Linked DNA regions of Triticum aestivum: region 1 is linked to region 2. A link is a contact called in public Hi-C data. All regions are on one chromosome and are shown on one strand. The core of a region is the stretch at or near the end of the contact, and the rest is flanking DNA. Distances in the headings are between cores, read along the strand shown.

Evidence for each region. A called contact is a pair of places that touch in the nucleus more often than the background predicts.
Region 1: a Hi-C map of an unstated tissue shows a contact between it and region 2, with 6 times the contacts expected there. The contact joins the enhancer-like site here to the promoter of LOC123145414 in region 2. A contact is called at or near these places in 2 of 5 Hi-C or Micro-C datasets (leaf and an unstated tissue).

The regions. Positions count from the first base shown.
Region 1 is chr6D:406,885,518-406,890,682 of IWGSC CS RefSeq v2.1, forward strand. No RefSeq gene overlaps it. Among protein-coding and RNA genes, the nearest start is that of LOC123141767, 22 kb to the left of the region's middle. Within about 2 kb of position 1,299, at least 1 of the 8 cell types and tissues checked has an H3K27ac peak or open chromatin away from gene starts, as enhancers often do.
Region 2 is chr6D:406,624,012-406,629,524 of IWGSC CS RefSeq v2.1, forward strand. LOC123145414 (actin-histidine N-methyltransferase) reads left to right here and starts at 2,511. Exons shown (of 5, transcript XM_044564819.1): 1 at 2,511-2,979; 2 at 3,759-3,925; 3 at 4,004-4,276. The coding sequence starts at 2,595.

The DNA.
Region 1 (5,165 bases), core at 49-2,548, 260 kb after region 2:
GAACTTTTTAGAAATACTGAATTATTCTAAGGAATAAAAAAGAAGCAAAGCAAAATGTAATGAACAAAAGGAGTGGCGTCCCGGCCTGCTCAAGGGGAGGACGTGCACGCTGGCCCGTGGGGGAGCGCCGACGGAGGCAGCGGCTGGCAGCACCTCGTGGGCCGGTCCACGAATGCGCACGCAGAAAAAATTGTGTTATTGTGCGAAAAAACATCTAAAAAATTGGATCTCTGTGAATTGAACTGGCGACCTCACACTCGTCTTCGAGTTTGGCCAAACGTACACCTACTGGCTGCTAGTGATTCACTTCAGCACAAACTGATTTAAGAACCAGCATGGCAGCGCTACTTATTGTATAGTCCCTCGATTAGATTTATTGAATTACTTGAAAACATTCATGAAAAACGTGAATGTATGGAAAAAATGTGAACACATTTCGAAAGTTGACAAACATGCATAAAAAGTTGGCTAATGTAAAAAAGGTTCATGTATTCAAATAATTTCACGAATTCATAAATAAAAGTTCATGAAATGGAAAAAAGTGCACTCATTTTTTATAAAGTTCACAACAATGAAAAACGACCATCAGTTAGAAAAAAGTTCATGGTTTTGAAAAAATTCCTCCAATTTGACAAAAAGTTCATTGAAGTTGGAAAAAAATGAATCAAATTTTAAAAAAGTTCATGTTTGAAACTGGGTTCATCGAATTTGAAATTGGGTTCATCGAACTTGAGATTTCTTCATAAAATTTGAAAAAATAATTATCAAATTTCAAAAAAAGTTCATCAATTTTGGAAAAAGTTCATCGAATTTTAAAAAAGTTCATCATATTTGAAAAGAGTTCTTTGTATTGAAAAAAGTTCATCAAATTTGAAAAACATTCATCAAATTTGAATTTCTTTATATCATTTTGGAAAAATGTTTCATGAATTTTAAAGTGCGGATTAAAGAAAACAAAAAGAAGAAAACAGAAAAGGATAAGAAAAAAGGAAAATAGAAAAGAAAAAATAAACCGAAGTAAAGAACGAGAGGAAAAGATAACGACCAGTCAACCAGCGAGGCGTAGCCCGATGGCTGTAATGATGCCCTTGCTGCAAACTGGTTGTGGGTTCGAAACCCCATTCCCGCGTCTTTGTTACGTTTGTAAAACTACTATATTGGCCGGCCCAGCGCGAGGCGTTGTACGCGTCCCTTTGCATAATACACATTAACAGGCATTTGCAGCGCTAAATAGGATTCTCCGGATGGGCCGGCCCAATGCGGGGCGCTGCATGTGCCTATTTGCAGAATACACATTAATGGGTACTTGCAGCGCTAAATAGGATTCGCCCGTGGCGCTAGCGCTCACACGCGGTATAGAAGGTCCCCTCGCATACTGCTGGTAGCAACATCGCCCCTTCGTCATTAGGCCGGCCCATTATCACTGCCGGTAGAGTGTTCTTTTTGTATTCCCCCATAATTGCCAGACTAGCCTCTTTTAGACAAAGCTAGGCAGCATCCTGGACGCTTGTATGTTAGCAAAAGCACTGCTGGCTAGCATTTGTACTTTCGTCATTTAATTTTGTTCATGATATCTTTAAAATCTTCACTAAAATATGAAAAACTTGTTCTTGTTAGTTGCAAAAAATGTCCATTCCATTAAAAAAATCCCATGACACTAAAGTTATTCATGCATTGAAAAATATGCTAAACAATTTAACAAAAATTCTTGCAATATTAAAATTTGCTCGCATAATTTAAAGAAAATATTCGTAAAGTATAATAAATGTTAATAATTTTTAAAAATCAACAATAACATTTTCAAAAATGTTCACACATTTTAAGAAATATTCATGAAACTTTAAAAAATGAACAACGAGTGATATGAAATGTTCACCATGTACTAAACAAATCAAAATATATTTGAGAAATGAATAAAAACAAAAACAAAAGAGCAGGAAAAAGGGAAATAAAAAGGCAATAAAGACCTGTCGAGAAAAACATGGAAAAAGGAGAACAGAAACTAAATCTGGTGAGGACCTTACAAAAACCAGCAAGAGCTATTTCTTGCTTTAAGCAAGACAAAGTCTTACACTTGCGTCGAAGTCTACAGTGATGGTTCGGCTCATTGGAGCGAATGTAAGACAAGGAATATTACAGAGAAACAAGAGCGCGCTAGGTGGGCTTTGATCCCGGTCTCCTAGGAAGCAGAGCAGCTAGACACTATGCTAGTGTACAATATTTTGATGAAATCTATGGAGCGTTATACTTGAGGCGAGTCAAGCTGGTTTTTCCTTTGATCCCGGTTTGGTTTATTTTTGTTTTTCTCCTACTTGAAGCGAGTCAAGCTGGTTTTTCCCTTTTTTTTTCCTTTTTTTTGTTTTTCTTTTGTTTTTTTCTCCGGTTTTTTCATTTCTTTTTTAGTTCTTTTCATTGTATTTCTCCTCTGTTTTTTTTTTCAGTTTTAATTTTATTGGTTTTTCTTTGTTTCTTTTTTATTCTACATTCTTATATACTTTTTCAATTTTTTTATACATCATTAACATTTTTTAAATACCTGTTCAACATTTTCAAATACTTTTTCAACATTTTTATATACATGATCAACATTGTTTGTCACATGCTTGTTCAAACTTTTTAAATTACTTGTACAAAAAATTTCGAATACCTGTTTGGCATTTTTATATAAATGATCAATATTTTTTTCAATACTTTTAAACTTTTTTAAATACATGTTCAACATTTTTTAAATACTTGTTCAAGATTTTTTTCAAATATTTTTTGAAGAGTGCTTTTTGAGAGAGAGAGAGAGATTTTAAAGTATAAACAAAAGTACGAAAATATAAGCACAATGAAAATATAAAACAGGAAAAACAGGAAAAAGAGACCAAAGCCTCCCACGGTCGTGAGCAGGCGTAGCTCGCTCGAGTCTGAAGCCAGACTCGCTGAAGGCGAGATATAGGCGCACCCCCGAAAACACGTCAAAGTAAGGGCCTGTTTGGATGGAGGCCATACAGGTATGTTTTTTCTCAGGCAGCGATCTCAGCCTCAGGCTTAGGAAATCCAACGCCTGAGATTCCTACCTGAGTCAGGCAGCTTTCTCTGGAAGGAAACCAAACAGGCCCTAAATACGGTAGGTGACCCGTGCTTTTTGTCTGCCTGGCAGTAGGCCGCATGGAAAGGCCACCAGCCGCAGCCATTTAGAGCATCTACAGCCGGGTGTGTCAAATAGCTCTCAAATGTCTGGGTAGGTCACCCGGTCACTATCCGGTCAAAAAAATCTAACCCATTTGGGCACCTTAAACCAGGCACAATGTCTGTGTTGTTCGGCCCCTCATTCCAGCTCAAATGTAGGGCGGTCCGGGCGTGTCCGCCACGTCAGTCTGGTCCACCCTGACACCACAAATATCCCCTCCAATAAACCCTAGATCGGAGTCCACTCAGTCCACTCAACTCTCTCAGTCCACTCCTCTTCCAAATCTGTTGCTTACTCTCCATATCCGATCCATTGTGGATGACCACAACTGCCCCGTCTCCGACGGCGACGAGAGCGACGTCCATGCGGTCGCTCTCCGCATCGCTTGGCGCCGCTCGCATCTAGATCAATGTGGTAGCTTGTGGAGCGACCGTCGTCCCCTTCACTTGTCGTCGCAGTGCAGGTGACGTTGTCGGGCCCTCTCATCCGGGGAGCAGCACCTATGGTAATGTCGCCCACTCCAGGTAAGTCAAACCCCTACCCCCCCCCCCCCCCCGCCGCTACCACATCCCATTTACCTCCGGAGGCCGTCCAGGGGCACCGCTGGGTTCTTGTGCTCTCGTCGGCGCCAGGCCGATCAAGGATGCCCAAGTCGAAGGCACGGGCCACATGGCGCGAGCGGCAACGCGCACGAGGGAGGCCATGGCGGCGGGTGACGCGTCGGTGTGGTACCGGGCAATCGTGCGCGTGCCGGTTGATCTCGAGGACGCGCTCATCAGGTCCGTCCTCCTGCGCTCCCTCACCACAGTGGAGTCGCATGCGCGGCGGCTCCGACCGAAAAACGCCAAAGCGCTCCAGCTCTCTATGGAGTTGTCAGAGTGTGAGGCGTCGGTAAGGCGAAGGCGAGGAGGCACGCCGGGGAGCAGGAGCGCTTGCTCTGGAGGCTTGTCGGGGTGCAGATGAGCCTGTTGGATGACTCCGACGGCGGATCAAACTCTAACAATAAAGATGATGACCCTCCGGTGGCCGACGCCTACACCGAAGGCCAAAGCAGCATCTCCGCCTACAAGGGAAGGGGGCGCTGAGGATATGGTGATTTCTTTCACCCTCCCCGATCAATTAAGTTTTTTATCATATGTTTACGTACTGTCCGATTAAACTACATTTTTTGGTTGTCTCATGATCGTTTATGCGATGAATTATGCCTAATTTAAGTAGATTTGATGCTAGTTTGGTTTATTTTCATATGTGTACGTGTTGCACGGATATGAGGGATCAAAATTAAGATACACGGGCGTGGGTGCACCAAAATTAGGAGTCCCAGCACACATCCGCGGGCGTTTCAGGGGCTAGATTTGGTGTCTTCGTTTGTAGATGCTCGTAGTTCCATAGAAAGGCCAACGTTGGAAACTTGTAAGGGTATTGATACGTCTCCAACGTATCTATAATTTTTTATTGTTCCATGTTATTATATATTCTGTTTTGGATGTTTAATGGGCTTATTTATACACTTTTATATTATTTTGGGGACTAACCTATTAACCAGAGGCCCAGCCTAAATTGTTGTTTTTTGCCTATTTCAGTGTTTCGCACAAAAAGAATATCAACAGAGTCCAAACGGAATGAAACCTTCGGGAACGTGATTTTTGGAACAAACGTGATCCAGAGGACTTGGAGTGGACGTCAAGCAACAGACGAGGAGGCCACGAGGTAGGGGGCGCGCCTACCCCCCCAGGCGCGCCCTCCACCCTTGTGGGCCCCTCGTGGCTCCACCGACCTACTTCTTCCTCCCATATATACCTACGTACCCCCAAACCATCAGAAGCATCCACGAAAACCTAATTCCACTGCCGCAACCTTCTGTACCCGTGAGATCCCATCTTGGGGCCTTTTTCGGCGTCCTGCCGGAGGGGGCATTGATCATGGAGGGCTTCTACATCAACACGATAGCCTCTCCGATGATGTGTGAGTAGTTTACCTCAAACCTTCG
Region 2 (5,513 bases), core at 1,261-3,760:
CGATTAAGGGGACAACTAGAACATATGTGTAAGTTGGATTCAAATTAAACTATTTGTTTGAAAACTTAGTTGGATTGTAATATTTAAATTAGAATTATTAATCTCTCCCAATCCAATCCTCTCCTCCTCTCCATCCACCTGTCCAGCTCCGGTAGCGATGGAGGCGGTGGGAGCAGCGACGATTGGGACGCCTTCCTCCATGATGCGGCGGGTGACGAGGAGGATTTGGCCCTCCACCCTCACGTTGAAGCACTTGCGGGTGGACACAGGTGGTAGCTTCGGCTGTGCTCTGTCCCTGGCCACTCCCTGCCACAGTGCCAATGCTGGAGCCGGCTGGTCCCGCACCACACAAAGCTCCGCGCGGCGCGCCTGCTCGCATCCATGGCCCGCCGCCGCCTTCCTAACCCTCCAACTGCTGCTCCTCAAGGGTAGCGGTGGGTTTAGTGCCCCGCTCCGCCGGTTCCACCGACACGAACACCTGAATCTGAGGTGCGCGTCGCCCAGCGCGAGAGGCAGCGGGCTAGCGAGAGGGCGTCGGCCTCGGATGCGGCCACACAGTCCTCCCGCCGCTGCCGCCACTAGATGCCGATGGTGCCCGATGACGAGGAGTGGCTCCTCCCATGGGTCTACCGCTGCTCGCTTATGACAATGGAGAAGACGGACGCCCGCCGGCTCCATCGGAAAAACCCGATGGCGCTCCGGGTAGGACTAGAGCAGTCAGCGTGCGAGGCGTTGGAGGCAACAACAGAGGTGGCAAGGGCGGCCAAGCTGAAGAGGTAGAAGGACTGCTCCGTTCGGAAGATGGTGGGCTTCATCGACTCCTCCTCATCCTCCACATCACCGACAGCTCTGACTACCCACCTCATGCCGCCACCGCCTACCCGGACGCCTACAGTAGCACCGGTGACCAGAAGGGCAAAGGGCCGGCGAGGAAGTGGTGAACCTCGACACTCTCTCCATGTTTATTTCCGCTTTTAGTAATCTAGTTTAGAACTTGTCCATCGGTTACGTGAATTATATGAACTGTGGTGATCTTTTAGTGATTCTTTTATATGGATTGTGTGCATTTCTATGTCCATTTGATGATCTACGTAGTGTGAACACGGAGCAGTCGCATGCACCGCGAAACGGGGTGGGTGGCCCTCTTGGCTGGCGCGCCACTTCAATGTTGGAACGACGTGAGAGGTCACCTCTGCTTTTGGTCGGCATGAATGCGACACTTGAGTGGCGCTGACCGCTTCAGGCGGGAAAGTGTGGAGACGAGGAAGAGGGTTTGGATAGGCCAGGTTTATTGAATGCTTGCGCGACAGTGATCTGAACGCCTGCAAAGCCCTACCCCGATTTGCTTCCGGTTTACTAGAAAAAGAGTTAAATGTGCTGGAGGTCCTAAAAGTTCCGTCGATTTGTCACTTTAGTCTCAATTCTTCCAAAATGCACCTTTAGGTCCTAATTCTTTAGTAAGTGGTTCATCCAAGGTCCTTTTCTCACAAGCGCTCGCTGACCTGCCCACGTGGCGCGTTGACCGATGCCACATCAACTAAGGGCCCAACCGCCAGGCGAGAAAAATACACTGGAGGTCCTAAAAGTTTCTCGGCAATGTCACTTTAGTCCTCTTTTTTTCAAAATGTACATTTAGATCCTAATTCTATAGTAAGTGGTTCACCCGAGGTCCTGTTTTGCTCGATCGTTCACTGGCCTGCTTGCGTGACGTGTTGACCCATGCCACGTCAGCTTAGAGGCCGCTGCGGTTGCTCTTTTTTGACACAAAGCCCCTTGTAACCCCCCTCTTGACATTTCCCGGTCTCTCTCTCTCTCTCTCTCTCTCTCTCTCTCGTGCCCACATCATTGCCATGGCCAGGGCAGCAAGCTCCTTGGCAGGGAAGCGAGTGACGAAGAGGAGCGTTACAGCATCGTCAGCGGCGCTACCTCCTCCACAAGCTCCTACTGCCTAACCTCAAATCAGAGCAAGCGGTTTGAGAAACTTAATGAAACAATGCAAGTCAAACTAAATCAATGCCTACAGGTAGTGATTGTGGTAGAGTAGAGAAAATCACATAGCCATGGACGATAGCGGCAAAAAATTTAGGTTTTTTTTGCAATGTTCCTCATCTGCTAGTGACCCTAAGTCGATGTGGCGTGGGTCAATGCGCAACCAAGCATGTCAGCGGATGATCGTGCAAATAAGGACCTATGGTGAACCAATTACTATAGAATTATGACCTAAACGTGCATTTTGAAAGAAGTACGACTAAAGTTATACTGCCCAGAAACTTTTAGGACCTCTAATGTATTTTTCTCGCCAGGCGGCTGGGCCCTCTGTCAACGTGGCATGGGTCAACGTGCCACACGGGCAGATCAGCAAGCGCTCGTGAAAAAAGAACCTCGAATAAACCACTTACTAAAGAATTATAACTTAAAGATGCATTTTGAAAGAATTATGACTAAAGTGACAGATGAAATTTTAGGACCGTGCATTTAACTCCTGAAAAAATGATGTCCGTGGGAGATGCCCTTAACTTTTCAGCCGTCTTCCTCATCTAAAGAAAACTGTCTCCTCCAGCTTCGTGCGCGCACGCCTCCACCTCCGCCCCCCCATGGCCGCCGCCGCCGCGGGCGCGACGCCAGCGACGGCGCGGAAGGCCCTCGCGTCCACGACCTCCGCCCTCCTCTCCTCTTCACCCGCGCTCCGCCGCCGCAGCTTGTCCTGCTCCGCCGCATCAGCAGCGACCGCCCCGCGCATCGCGCAGCAGCCGCCGGACCTGCTCCGGTGGGTGCAGCGCGAGGGAGGTTTCGTGCACCCAGCTCTCCGAGTGGCCGATCACCCCGAGTACGGCCTCGGGGTGTCCGCCACGGCGGCCGACGGCATCATCCCCCCGGGAGCCGTCCTCATTGATCTCCCTGGACGCATCCCGCTGCGACTCCGCCGCCCAGCCGATGCTGCGGACGCATTACTGATGCAGCTCGCCGACCGAGTCCCCGGTATTGGCCCATCTGATTATCTTCCTTTGGTTCGTTATATGTTCTGGAATAATGTGGTAGCTTAATCGTGGTTGTAATCGGGAATGCGTCGAGCTTAAGATGCATTTCGACAATGCATTGGGAGCATAACTGGTAACAATGCGGTTCTTTTGGCATCAGGGCGATTCATCGGAAATCTTCTCTAGTAACAGTAGGATTATTAACTTCTGAAAATACTCAAAATAGGCATATTATGGATGATGATGCAATTTCTTTGTCTCCTGTAGGTTGTAGATTCCTGGGCTAAATTATGCTCTGAACTGTTGCTGTTTTCTGTTGGAAACTGCCAGTTGTCAAATAACAATATGAAACTTATTACTCTCCAGCTGACAACTGTAGTCAGTTTAAGCTGAGACTGAGAAGAGTTCAGTGCTTAGTAATTAATATCGTGTTCTAACTTAATTGACCCCAGGTTCAGTCTATTGTGTCTTTTAGCTAAAAATGTAAAAGCCAGAGCTCTGAATACCATACCGCTTTCCATGTTAAATTGTTTAAGCTTGGACTCATCTGTCATGTTGTTAACTTGTTCTATAACTCATCCTTCTATGAAACTGATGTTGCCTTGTGGTCGAATAGCTGCACGATGGAAAATTTATGTACACATCTTCCTATCTCTGTTTAGTATACGAGGGAGATTTTTATTCAGTATTTTCTTTTGAGAACATAATTCCATTCTGCAAAACTAGGCAAACTATCTTTTATTAAGTAGTAAATTGAATCTTCTGGTAAGCATGTGACAGAGGAACTGTGGTCAATGAGACTCGGCTTGAGGTTGCTTCAAGAAAGGACAAAATCCGATTCATTTTGGTGGCCATATATCGCGAACCTGCCCGAGACTTTTACCGTACCAATCTTCTTTCCAGGGGAAGACATAAAGAACTTGCAATATGCTCCTCTCCTCCACCAGGTTGTGAAGAACTATAGCGACCGCTAAGTGGATACTTATCGTATTTTCCTGTCTGTTTTCTCACTGATGCTATTTCAGATAAATAAAAGATGCCGCTTCCTTCTTGAGTTTGAGAAAGAGGTAAAACAGAAGCTTGGTACTGTGCCCTCAGGAGATCATCCTTTTTGTGGACAAGATGTGCACTCGTCTTCCCTTGGATGGGCTATGTCAGCAGCGTCTTCACGAGCATTCCGTCTGCATGGTGAAATCCCAATGTTGTTGCCCCTTGTTGATATGTGCAACCACAGTTTTAGCCCGAATGCTAGGATTGTCCAGGAAGGAGATGTCGAGAGCCCTGACATGTCAGTTAAGGCAAGTACTTTTCAATCTTACACGTGTAATTGTCGTCGTTGCGCCCAAAAAATTGCAGATTTTTCTGTTCTCTAATGAGTTACTGTGTTCTTTATTTGTGCATTTGCTTCACAAATATTAATGCTATAACTAGATGCAATTATTGTGTGTAAAAACACATCGACAGTGCACTCAAATTTTGTTTGCGTACTCTTGATTGGCATGTTAGCCTTTCATCCGAAAAGGGGCGCTTTATTACTTAAAAGGTTTAAGTAACACCCGGCCTCTGCATAACTAAGATGCACACAGCCAACAAAGTCCTCACGACAAGCGAAAATAAAATAGGAAGGCGAAATACAAAGAAAAATGCATGTTTGAATAGCGCCTAAACCGTCGGTGGCCCAATCCTAAGATCATGCTGCCACCCATGTTGGGTAAAAGTATCCCTCGCCGTAGCCTCCAATCGTGTACACACCTCCGTAAACAGGTCTTGATTCTCCACTCGTTGTAGAGAGGACCATAAACGAAGCGTCCCAGTACATTTGTAGATAACCTGCATAAGCGAAGTACTTTTATCGTTAAAAATCTTATCATTTCTACATAGCCAAAGCGACCAAATCACGGCAAGCGCTCCACCCTAAGTAGAATTCTGAACCTGTGATCAATCCCATGTAACCAGTTGCCAAATATATTAGCAACACTACAAGGAGGGTACAAGCCAGAAGCTATTTGGATGACTGACCATATAGAACGAGCCAATTTACATTGGAAGAACAAATGTTTTATTGTCTCATCATGCGGACAAAATACACATTGCGTGCTTCCATGCCAATTCCTCTTAATAAGGTTATCTTTAGTAAGAATGACTCCGCGACGAAGATACCATGCAAAGATTTTATTCTTAAGAGGTATCTTCATCTTCCAGATCTTCTTATTATTATCAACTGGCACGTCAGACTGGATCAAAGCTCTATACATAGACTCCACTGAGAATTGCCCATTCCCATGTAGGTTCCAACGAAATAAATCGGACCCCTGTGACAACTGTACCGTGGATAATCGTTGAAGTAGTATGTTCCACGATTGGAGTCTAGGTCCAATTAAATCCCTTCTGAACGTCACATTGGGCGGAAATGATTCCAAAACCTTGGCAATAGTATCACCCTTGATCATGAATCATGACAGTCATGTGCTAATAATATCTTCTTTAGTACTCCCTCCGTCCTATAATATGAGATGTTATTACAACTAATATACT